Linked DNA regions of Mus musculus: region 2 is linked to region 1. The links are chromatin contacts, called in public Hi-C maps. All regions are on one chromosome and are shown on one strand. Each heading gives the region's core, a stretch centred on a gene start, on an enhancer-like site or on the middle of the called end of the contact. The rest is flanking DNA. Distances are from core to core; before and after follow the strand shown.

Region 1 (4,995 bases), core at 2,205-4,704:
TATCTACAAAGAACAGAAATTATAGGCAAAGATAAAAGGAAACTACCTGAGCATCAAGCAAAATACATCACAAAGTAAAACTGGTTTGTGAAAAATGGGTATAACAGGAAAAAATGTATACCTTAATCTACTTGGCTTTGTCCTAATGGAACTGTGGTCACTCCCTTGGCACAGTGTCCCTACCATCCTTCACTCACTTGATATAGTTTTCTTTCATGCATCCTATCCTCCAGTTAAACTGGACTAGATCAAAGTTCCCAGTTCAGCCTGGGCTTCCCTACTCTTGTTCTCTGTTCATGCTGACTGATCTCTGCCCTTGAAGAGTCTATCAATGCTTCTTGTTTACTTTTTTTCTCTTTCATTATTTCCTGATTCTACAACCACAAAATAGTCTTTGGATCCTCTTCTGCTCCTATTAAAATAATGCTACTCTGCTCTAAATTATAATTCTTCTTATGTCTTCCTTACGATATCCCAAATTCCTTAAAGCAGACAGGTAATGGATCCTGCCTCTGATTTCAATGTCATCAAAATTAAATGAGTAATGGAAAGTTTTTACATTAGTGATAAAAGCATTCATAGACAAAAGCCTTTAAAAGAACATACAAGAGTAAGTCTCTTAAATAAACATTTTTATTCAAATGTTTCTCTTCCTGTTGATGAAATAAGGCAATTTGTAAGAAATAACTAGGAATTATTCAATAGAGACAATAGTGAATCAAGACTGTCATCTAGAATTTCTAGATCCTGCTTTTTAGTCACTTAGGCTTTTTCTGGCTGCTTTCTCTGTATTTACTAGAGTGGCAAGAAGAATAAGCTCTTTTGTGAATATTTCATATTTTAGCATCATTCAAAACTGTCTTCCCCTAAAAAAACATTCGTTTGAATATCATCCCTAGCCCTTACAACTTCACAATCAGTAACGATTTTCCTGATTCATAGAACAGGAAAACACTATATGCCATGTAATGCATATTCAATTTAATCTAAAAAGCAAAACTCTATTTGACAGATTTCTTTGGGTTATGAAACTATAGCCACTGGTCACTACATAATTCCAACTGATTAAAAATATAGACGATGGGGCTGGAGAGATGTCTCAGTGGTTAAAAGCACTGACTGCTCTTCCAAAGGTCCTGGGTTCAATTCCCAGCAACCACATGGTGGCTCACAATCATGTACAATGTGATCTGACGTGCTCTTCTGATGTGTCTGAAGACAGCTAGAGTGTACTCATACACATAAATCTTTAAAAAATATAGATATTTCAATATATATTCTCCAGAGTAAAACATATCCTGAGGAATAGTTTATAAGAGTCTTCACCAGTTTAAAAAAATCCAAAGTCTGATAGGCAAGAGGCAGTGAAATACTAAAAGGGCAATATTAAAGCTGACAATGGTGGTGTAGACCTTCAATCCCTGCAGAGGGGCAGAGGGGCAGAGGGGCAGAGGGGCAGAGGGGCAGAGGGGCAGAGGGGCAGAGGGTCTCTGAGAGTTTGAGGCCAGCCTGTTCTACAAAGATAGTTCCAAGATAGCCAGAACTACACAAACTCTGCCTCAAAACAACAACTAAACAACAACAGGGGGCAAAATTAATTAAGAAAAGATTCCCATGGAACACAAAAAGTTTAAATCCAGAGAATAATTTATTAACCAGTAGAGTAGGCTGTTAGTCATACAATACGCATGCTCTTCTCGAATCTCCTGCTCCAGTTATCCAACTTTTCCCTTCATGATTAACTTTTCCTAGTCTGTTACTCTACCTCTCATCTCCAGACTTACACTGGAACCTACTAGAAGAGAAACCTCGCTTCTAGTTACCAGCAGACCATGCCCTGTCAACGTTAACTTCTAGATATAGCATGAGGAATCCTTTTCTATCAATAGCTCCCTGTTCATTTAAAAATTTATAAACAATACAAAGAAGAAAGAGCTTAGAGCTGTAATTAAGAGCCAAGACTTCTTACTGTTGAATTTCTTCTAAGTACTTTTAAGCCAACAGAAATAATGCTGGAGAAATTTCATGTGTCAATGCATAGCCAAGAAATTTCAGGCTTTTCAGGGGAAGGCTATCCTTTACAAAACAAAAATTAAGTAACCAAAGGAGAGTGAACACACCCAAACGTAGCCTCCCTGCGGCGATCATTCTCTACCAGGTGCTTCTTCTAGGGGTATTATTGCACTTGGAACCTGAGGGGATCCAGCCTTTGAACCCTAGCCTGAATGTTTTCAGTTCTTCAAAGTTAGATGACATAATAAACAAGGCTGTCTTTCCCTCTCTAGCGGTCACGTCATCCACCTGTTGCATCACCTGGAAAGTGGCCTTCGGATTCTAGGATCACCTCTGTGATCGCTAAATAATTCAATGGCGCTATTTTCTACATAAATTTTCGCTTCTTTCATTTTTATGAGGATGCCTTGGAGGTGAGGGTGTATTGGCTCCGGTTCACCTCTGGGGAGACGCTAGCATCCGCATCGAAGCTGTGACTTTCTAGACTTGAAGGGCTTGAGAGTTGTCGGAAGCCTCGAGCATTTGGAGACAGACAAGGGCCAGCAGGAGCAGGGCAGAGGGGAGCTGAGCAGCTTAGAGGCCAGGTGGCAGTTGGGAGGGAGGTCGCCCTGCGACCGAAGCTTCGCGGATAGGACACGGCTCATCCGCCCAGGGGTCGGGCCCACAGCCAGGGGAGCTGAGGGCTGGGACGAGGCTCGAGCCCAAGCCCTCTTTCGGACTGACTGGGACACCTCCAGGAGGCGCGCGGGCCAGTCTCGGGATTAGAAGACAGCGCGACTGTCCCCTCCCCCCACCCCTGAGAACTAAGCTGGAGGCGGAGGCGCGAGGCAGGAAGCACCGGGCCGGGGTCCCGACCCCTGACAGGGCCGGCCAGCGCGGGCCGCCAGGGGACGCACTCACCATGTCGTAGACGTTGAGCACCACTAACTGGTTAGCCCCCATCCTTCTCCCCACGGCCGCCGCCTCGTCCTCCAGCCGCTCGGTCTCCGCGGGGCGGAGGCCGCTGCCACCCCCGCGGGCGCCTCAGGCAGGGCTCGAGCCGGGCACTAAGCGTCCAGCCCGGCCCACCGCAGCCGGGGCGGAAGCATCCGGCAGCCGGGACCGCTCCCGGGAGACGCTGTCAGAAACCTGTACGAGGACCCGGCCAGACAGGTGGAGAGGCAGCTCCAGCTCAGGCGCCTCCCCTCGGCCGCAGACACGTGGGGGAAGGCGGGGCCTGGGCGAGGGGCGGGCTTTAGGCACCCTGGAGGCGGGGCCGGCCAGGATCCAGGGATGAGCCCGCCTGCGCGTTGAGGCTCTCAGGCTCTGCAGCTGGAGACCTAAAATGGCGACAGGCCGGATGCCTCTTCACCCTGGTGGCTCGAGGTCGCAGAAAGACTACCGTTCCCAGAAAGCAGAGGGAGAACCCGCGATTCCTATTGGGCGTGTAAGCAGTCTGACTACATATCCCAGCATTCACCAGGATATTGTAGGCACTCACGTCTCCCTGGGAGACTACAGTTCCCAGAAAGTCCTGCGAAGAGTTTGTCAGGGGAACCTTCGCTGTTCGTCCTTGGCGAGCAGAGACTCCATTTGCCTTTTAGTTTTCAGTGCTGTTTCTGGTGTTTGTAGCGTGAGATGTGAATCCAACGCAATGTGAAGAAGTGATGACTAAGTTTTCCAAAGCCCTTCTGCTTTTTTTTTAATTTTTGAAAATATAGAAGTGAGGCAATAAAGGGAGGAAGGTTACCCTTGTAAAAGTAGGATGTAAGAAAGTCTCCTTTAACCCTCAAAACGGAATTCACATTTCGTGAATGACAGAAAGCTAGTCAAATATAAGAGAGCCAAGAATTCCAATTAGAGGAGACAAAAGTACATAGACATAAGACATGTTTTTTGTACTTAAGGAACAAAATAAAAGTTCTCTGTGGCTAGAATATAATGAGCAAAGAGGTGATCTGTGGACAGGCAGTTAACTGGTCAGAAGACATCCTGAGTTTTCAGTTAGCTGAGATTGAATATCTATTTTACATTTTAGATTTATCAATTGTGTGTGTGTTTGTGTGTCTCTGTGTGTGAAAGAGTGAAAGAGACTGAGAAAGACAGAAGACAGAGACAAAGACAGCAAGGGGTGCAGGTGACCAAAGAGGACAGAGGGCAGGGATGCTCTGCAACCGAAGTTATAGGCTGCTGTAAGTTGCTTGACCTGAGTGTTGGGAACCAAACTGAGATCCTCTGCAGAGCAACAAGTACTTTTAGTGGGCAAGCCATCTCTCCAAACTCTGAGGTTGGATTTTAAATGAAGAGTTGGTAGGGTTTGAGCCAAGGAACGACATGAATATGTACATAAGTCTCTTAAAAGATTGCTTGAGAGCTAGAGAGAAAGCTCAATGCTTAAGAGTACTGGCTGCTCTTCCAGAGGTCCTGAGTTCAATTTCCAGCAAACACATGGTGGCTTACAACCATCTATATTTGGGATCAGATGCCCTCCTCTGATATGTCTGAAGACAGATATGATGTACTCAGATAAATAAATAACTTTAAAAAATTAAAAATTGCTTGAGTTTCTGTGTGAAATTTTAATGAGGCAAGGGAAATAGAAACATGACCATTAACGTGGTAAATTGTAAAAGTGGCTTCTCAAATTATATATGACCTTTGATGCCTCTCTCTACTGTCTTTAGCAAGCTTTGGCTTGATTTGGTCAATGGGTTATTAACAGATATAATGCAAGAGATTTAAAAGGCACTTTGGATTTGTGGCTTGGTTTCTTCCTCATCTTGGGAGTCTAGTGACCAGCCTTATATTAAAAAGTGTGGACATTAAATTTGTTGGGGGAGTTAGGGGTAGTCTCAAAAATAGGTCCTGGATGTTTGACAAATTTGGGTAGATAGTATGTTATTCATAATATATCAAACATTTGAGGGAGAAGCAGGTTAGAAAGGGAAATGAAATTACTGTTAGGTCATGTTATATTTTCAGTGCCTTTTAGAGTCTCATGAG
Region 2 (4,459 bases), core at 1,321-3,820, 2.0 Mb before region 1:
CAGAATGTTTGTAGCAAACTAGAGTTTTCAGCTTGCTCTATTCTTAGCCCCTTACTCACACCAGCTGCATGGAGGTCTTGAAAACAACAACCTGCATCCCTGGGGCATCCAGGCTACCACCTCAGGGAGCAAAACGAAGCTGGGAATATGAAGCCTTCTCCTTACAAAACTGCCATCCTTTGACGACCTGGGGGTAAAAGGAGGGCCCCCTTAAAGAGTCCTCATTTTTACTTAAGCCTTAACCATCTTTAACTGTGTAGCTCAGCTGTCTTCCGTAGTTTGGGTAAACACAGACTAATCAAAATCTTGAAGTGACTGACATGTCCACATATGCTTGTGCTTGGGCCATGCTACGGTCAGGAAGAACTGGCGGAGGCCCTTAGCCTTCACCTCTGAGTGCCCCAGAGATTGTGCAAGCAGGAAGTTTAGGTTAAGGTAGAGTTGTCAACCTTTTGGCTGAGTGTTGAAGGCAGGCCCCAACAAGCAACCAGTGGTATGAGGCAGGTAACTTGCTGGTTCCAGGCATTTAGGAAAATCTGTGTCCATCCTCTTACCTGATCAGTAAGCCAAGTAGATGTGTTAATAGTCACACACATAATACACACACACACACACACACACACACACACACCCCACAGACTTCCCATATTAGTTTTGAAAAGTTACTAAACAACAATTATAAGGGCTCCTGGGGAGAATCTGATTTCCAAAGATGCCATGTTGTGTTAAGATAGCCAGATTTTAACAGCAGTACAAGACACACAGAGCTACAGTAATAAACACAGAGGAAATAAAAAAAGATCCTGGGCTAACTATCTAGGCAAAACCCTTAGATCATCTATTTCAAAAACATTCAAAGAACTGATCGGAAGCATGTCTAAAAAATAAACCAAGACAAAAGTAGGAGAATGATGTGCCCCAAAATAGAGACACAAGGAAACAATAAGAATAATAAGATGTGTTGGGGTTGAAACCCACGGTGAGTGAAGTGACTAGTTTACCTGTGGAGCCGAGCAGGCTGGGGAAAGACCACCCCTGGAAATAAGTCCATGGACATTATCCCAGCTTGGAAAAGAAGGAAAATGAATAGAGCGTCAACCCCAGGGACTAACACCAAGGATAGGAGTACAGACAGTGGGAGTCTTGGAGAAATAAGCCTGGGCAGAGAGACTCAAGAAATAATGGCAGAGCCCATCTCAGTTTTGATCAGACTAGCAATCTGCATGCTTAAAGCCTGTATTTTAAACAGAAAAGCCTTAGCTTTCTATAATGCAGCAAAATACTCAAGATAACCAACTTAGAAATAGGAAAGATTTATTTAGGCCTTGGTCCATTGGGCTGTGACTTTGGGGTCTCTCATGAAGCAGCAAGTCATGGTAGGATGGTGTAGTGGGCAGAGCTGCTCACCTCATGGTAGCTGTTGGCTTCTCATGGGAGCAGAGAAGGCTCCCAGGTCCTAATATTCCCTATAAAGTCACAACCTCAGTGATGTGACTTTCTTTCATCAGGCCATACTTCCTAAATGTTTGACAGCCTCCCTATGCCTACTTCCCTTTGGGACCAAAGTGGTCTTTGAGGAAAAAATATTCAAGATCCGAACTATCGAAGCCTTATTAGATTGATTTTGTGGAGAAGGATGGAAAAAGAAGTGGAGACAGTAAGCATAGAGAATACTTTCAGAGTTTTTGTTTTGTTTTGTTTGAAACATGGTCCAAATCATATCAATCTGTCGAAAAACGGAAAATAAACCATGGGAGAAGCGAGCGATTGTCTTAGGTTCGTTAGAGGGAAGCTGGCCTAGCATTGCTGGGCGAAAGGGCTGAGCTGGCACGGAAGCATCTTGGAAAGGCCCCAAGGCTAGGTATTTTCTCCCATTTGGTACAAAGGTGGCATGGACCTGTCGCAACCCTATCTTTTCTGGGTCAGCAGTCCCTTAGGGATGTTGTGGGTCAATGTTGTGTGTGTTGAGTGCACTCCTCAGGGCTGTTTTTCACCTTGGAAAAGGATTGTTTTTTTATTGGCGCTCATAATAAGCAAGCACAATTAGTCTAAATACAGAGCTGAAGGGTATAGAACTTTGGTGTCAGCGCCATAACACTTCCCTAGGCCAAGTGCTTTTGGAGGAACCCAGGCAGAAGCCTCATCACATGGCAAAAAACCAAACCAAACCAAACCAAACCAAAAAACCAACCCGGGCCTAGTCTAGGTCCTGGGGCGGGGGCCTGGGGGGTTCCTCTGTGGTCCCATCAAAACTTCTGAGGTCTTCCCGGCCCGACCCCTAGGAAGCTGAGCTAGCGTCGGTACCCAGGCGACCCTCACGTGGCTGCCAGGTGAACGCTTGTCAATCTTCAGAACGCAGGCGCAGAACAACTGCAGGCTTTTTTCCCTGCCCGGGAGAAAAGACAGCTAACAGGCAGATTAGGGACCGCGGCCTTCAAGGGCGGCCTCTCATTGGTTGCTTTTATTCCACCCTCAGTCCCTATTGGCTGTGAGCTGCGCACGCGGTAAGCACGCTCCCACTGCGTCCTGTGGCATCGGGGCAGCTAACAAACAGCGGCTCAGCCAATGGGAGGGCTCGGAGGCGGGGCAAGCGGAGCGCGGCGTGCGCACCCGGGCTAGAAGGTAAACAGAAGCGGAGAGTGTGCGGAGCGCTCGCAGCGGGGCGAGCGCGCGGAGGCGTTGCGTTGCGGACGGAGGAGCTACCTTCCTGCAGCCCGGTAAGGCTGTCGCCTGCCGGCCCGCTGCTAACCTCAGCACCCCGGGGTCCCTTCTTATACTTTCAAGTGACAGTGCGGCCTGCGTACGGTGCAGCCCTTTCCCGACCCGGGTCTGGCTCAGCGAGCAGAGGGTTGCTTGTGGCCTCTGCGTCGTCCACGCACGTGGCTGCCTTTCTCCCAATAATGTTCTGAACTCTCAGACCCTCGAACTGTGTGCTCTGGCTGCAGTTTGTGTCAGAACTACAACTTCTAAGCCCGAGCCAGCTGTTGGGTTTCACGGCTGGGGTGAAGTCTGGGAAGAAGTCCCTTCCTTGTTCCTTTTTCTTCGTTTCTTTTTGGTCCGTCCTCTTGTTTTTCCCAGACACTGATGGCCACACTACCAGTTTTGACAGCTCCTGCACTCTCTTGCACAGAAGCTGTCACATAACTCAACCAAGCCACCTTCAGAGTGTGAGGGGACAGAGGGAGAACGCTGTAGGGGCGGGTCTGGGTTCTGGGACCCTTCATTGGCTAGGCAGCCTGAAGGGGCAGAGGCTGTGTGCAGACATCCAATCTGGGTTGGGCTTGCAGCACTGTAGAAAATTGATTTAGGCTCACTTGGACTTGGTGTCTGTGGAACGGGACTCTGGAGCTGGGGTGTGTCAGGCCAACCTTCTTGCCGGAGGATTTGGACTAGTGATCATGACAGACATCCAGTTGTGCTGTGGCTGGCGGCCATGCTGGCAGGGAGGTTGTTGGGAAACATTTGGAGTGAGGAAGGCACTTCTGAGAAGAGGCTAGAGGGGTTTGTTGGCTTACAAGAGCAGTGTCTGTACGACTCCGAGGGTAGCTTTGGATGCTATATTTAGCCTTGTGAATAATGAAGACAGCTGAATTGTGACCACTTGTGGACCAGGTGACACAAAGCAAAAGCGAGGCAGGCAATCTGTGCATTCTCTGAGCTAATGAACCACCTGAGACAGAACTTCCCAACTCCAGACTATTAACATGTTGGACCTAATCTTGTTTACTGTGCCTGCTTATCTTATGCAGGGTGTGTAGCTGAATCCCTGGCTTGTACTACTAGACAAATAGTGACACCCCCACGGCCACCCAATCCCACCAATTGTGACAACTGAAAATGTCCCCTGACATTGCAAAATACCCCCAAGAGCAAATTTGGTTGAGAACTATGCAGGCAGGACTCTAGACAGGGTCACCCCATGCTGCCAGGACCTCTGTGCAACTTGCCCACAAGTAGTTGGGAAGTTTAAGACAGTGTTACAGTCACTGCTGTAAACAAATGGTGGAAGGCATTCGGTGGGGGCTTTAAAGGTGAAACCCTGAGTGCACTGGGTGGTAGGGGTGAAACATTCTGAGGGAGACTTGGCGGCTGAAACCCTGGGCCTTTGTGCCTGATGAATGTGACTAAGTAGGCACAAATTATGAAGATGTGGAAAACTGGTAGTTTCTGCCCCTAGGAACATTGGGAGCCTTGGCGGGTTAGCACAGGGAACCACCATAGGATGGTTCTTCAACGGTGAGCAAACAAGTGGGCGCTAAATGCTGGCTAAGAGACTTTCTGAGGGCGCACTGTTCTTATCCACGCAGTTTGCTTAGCCATGTGCGTGTGTTGTAATGTGGAAGGAGAGCATGCCTGTGTCTGCAGGGAGTGTCTGGCTGCACACCACACGTATACATGCACACACATGCAGGTGTTTCCGTGCAGTGTCTGCACACACGCAGTTTGCAGAATGCATTTG

The links. A called contact is a pair of places that touch in the nucleus more often than the background predicts.
Region 2: a contact with region 1 is called in a Hi-C map of B cells, with 5 read pairs. The contact joins the promoter of Coq8a here to the promoter of Desi2 in region 1.

The regions. Positions count from the first base shown.
Region 1 is chr1:178,185,876-178,190,870 of GRCm38.p6, reverse strand. It overlaps Desi2 (desumoylating isopeptidase 2), which reads right to left and starts at 3,454. Exons shown (of 5, transcript NM_024282.3): 1 at 2,914-3,454. The coding sequence starts at 2,955.
Region 2 is chr1:180,194,131-180,198,589 of GRCm38.p6, reverse strand. It overlaps Coq8a (coenzyme Q8A), which reads left to right and starts at 2,570. Exons shown (of 15, transcript NM_023341.3): 1 at 2,570-2,717.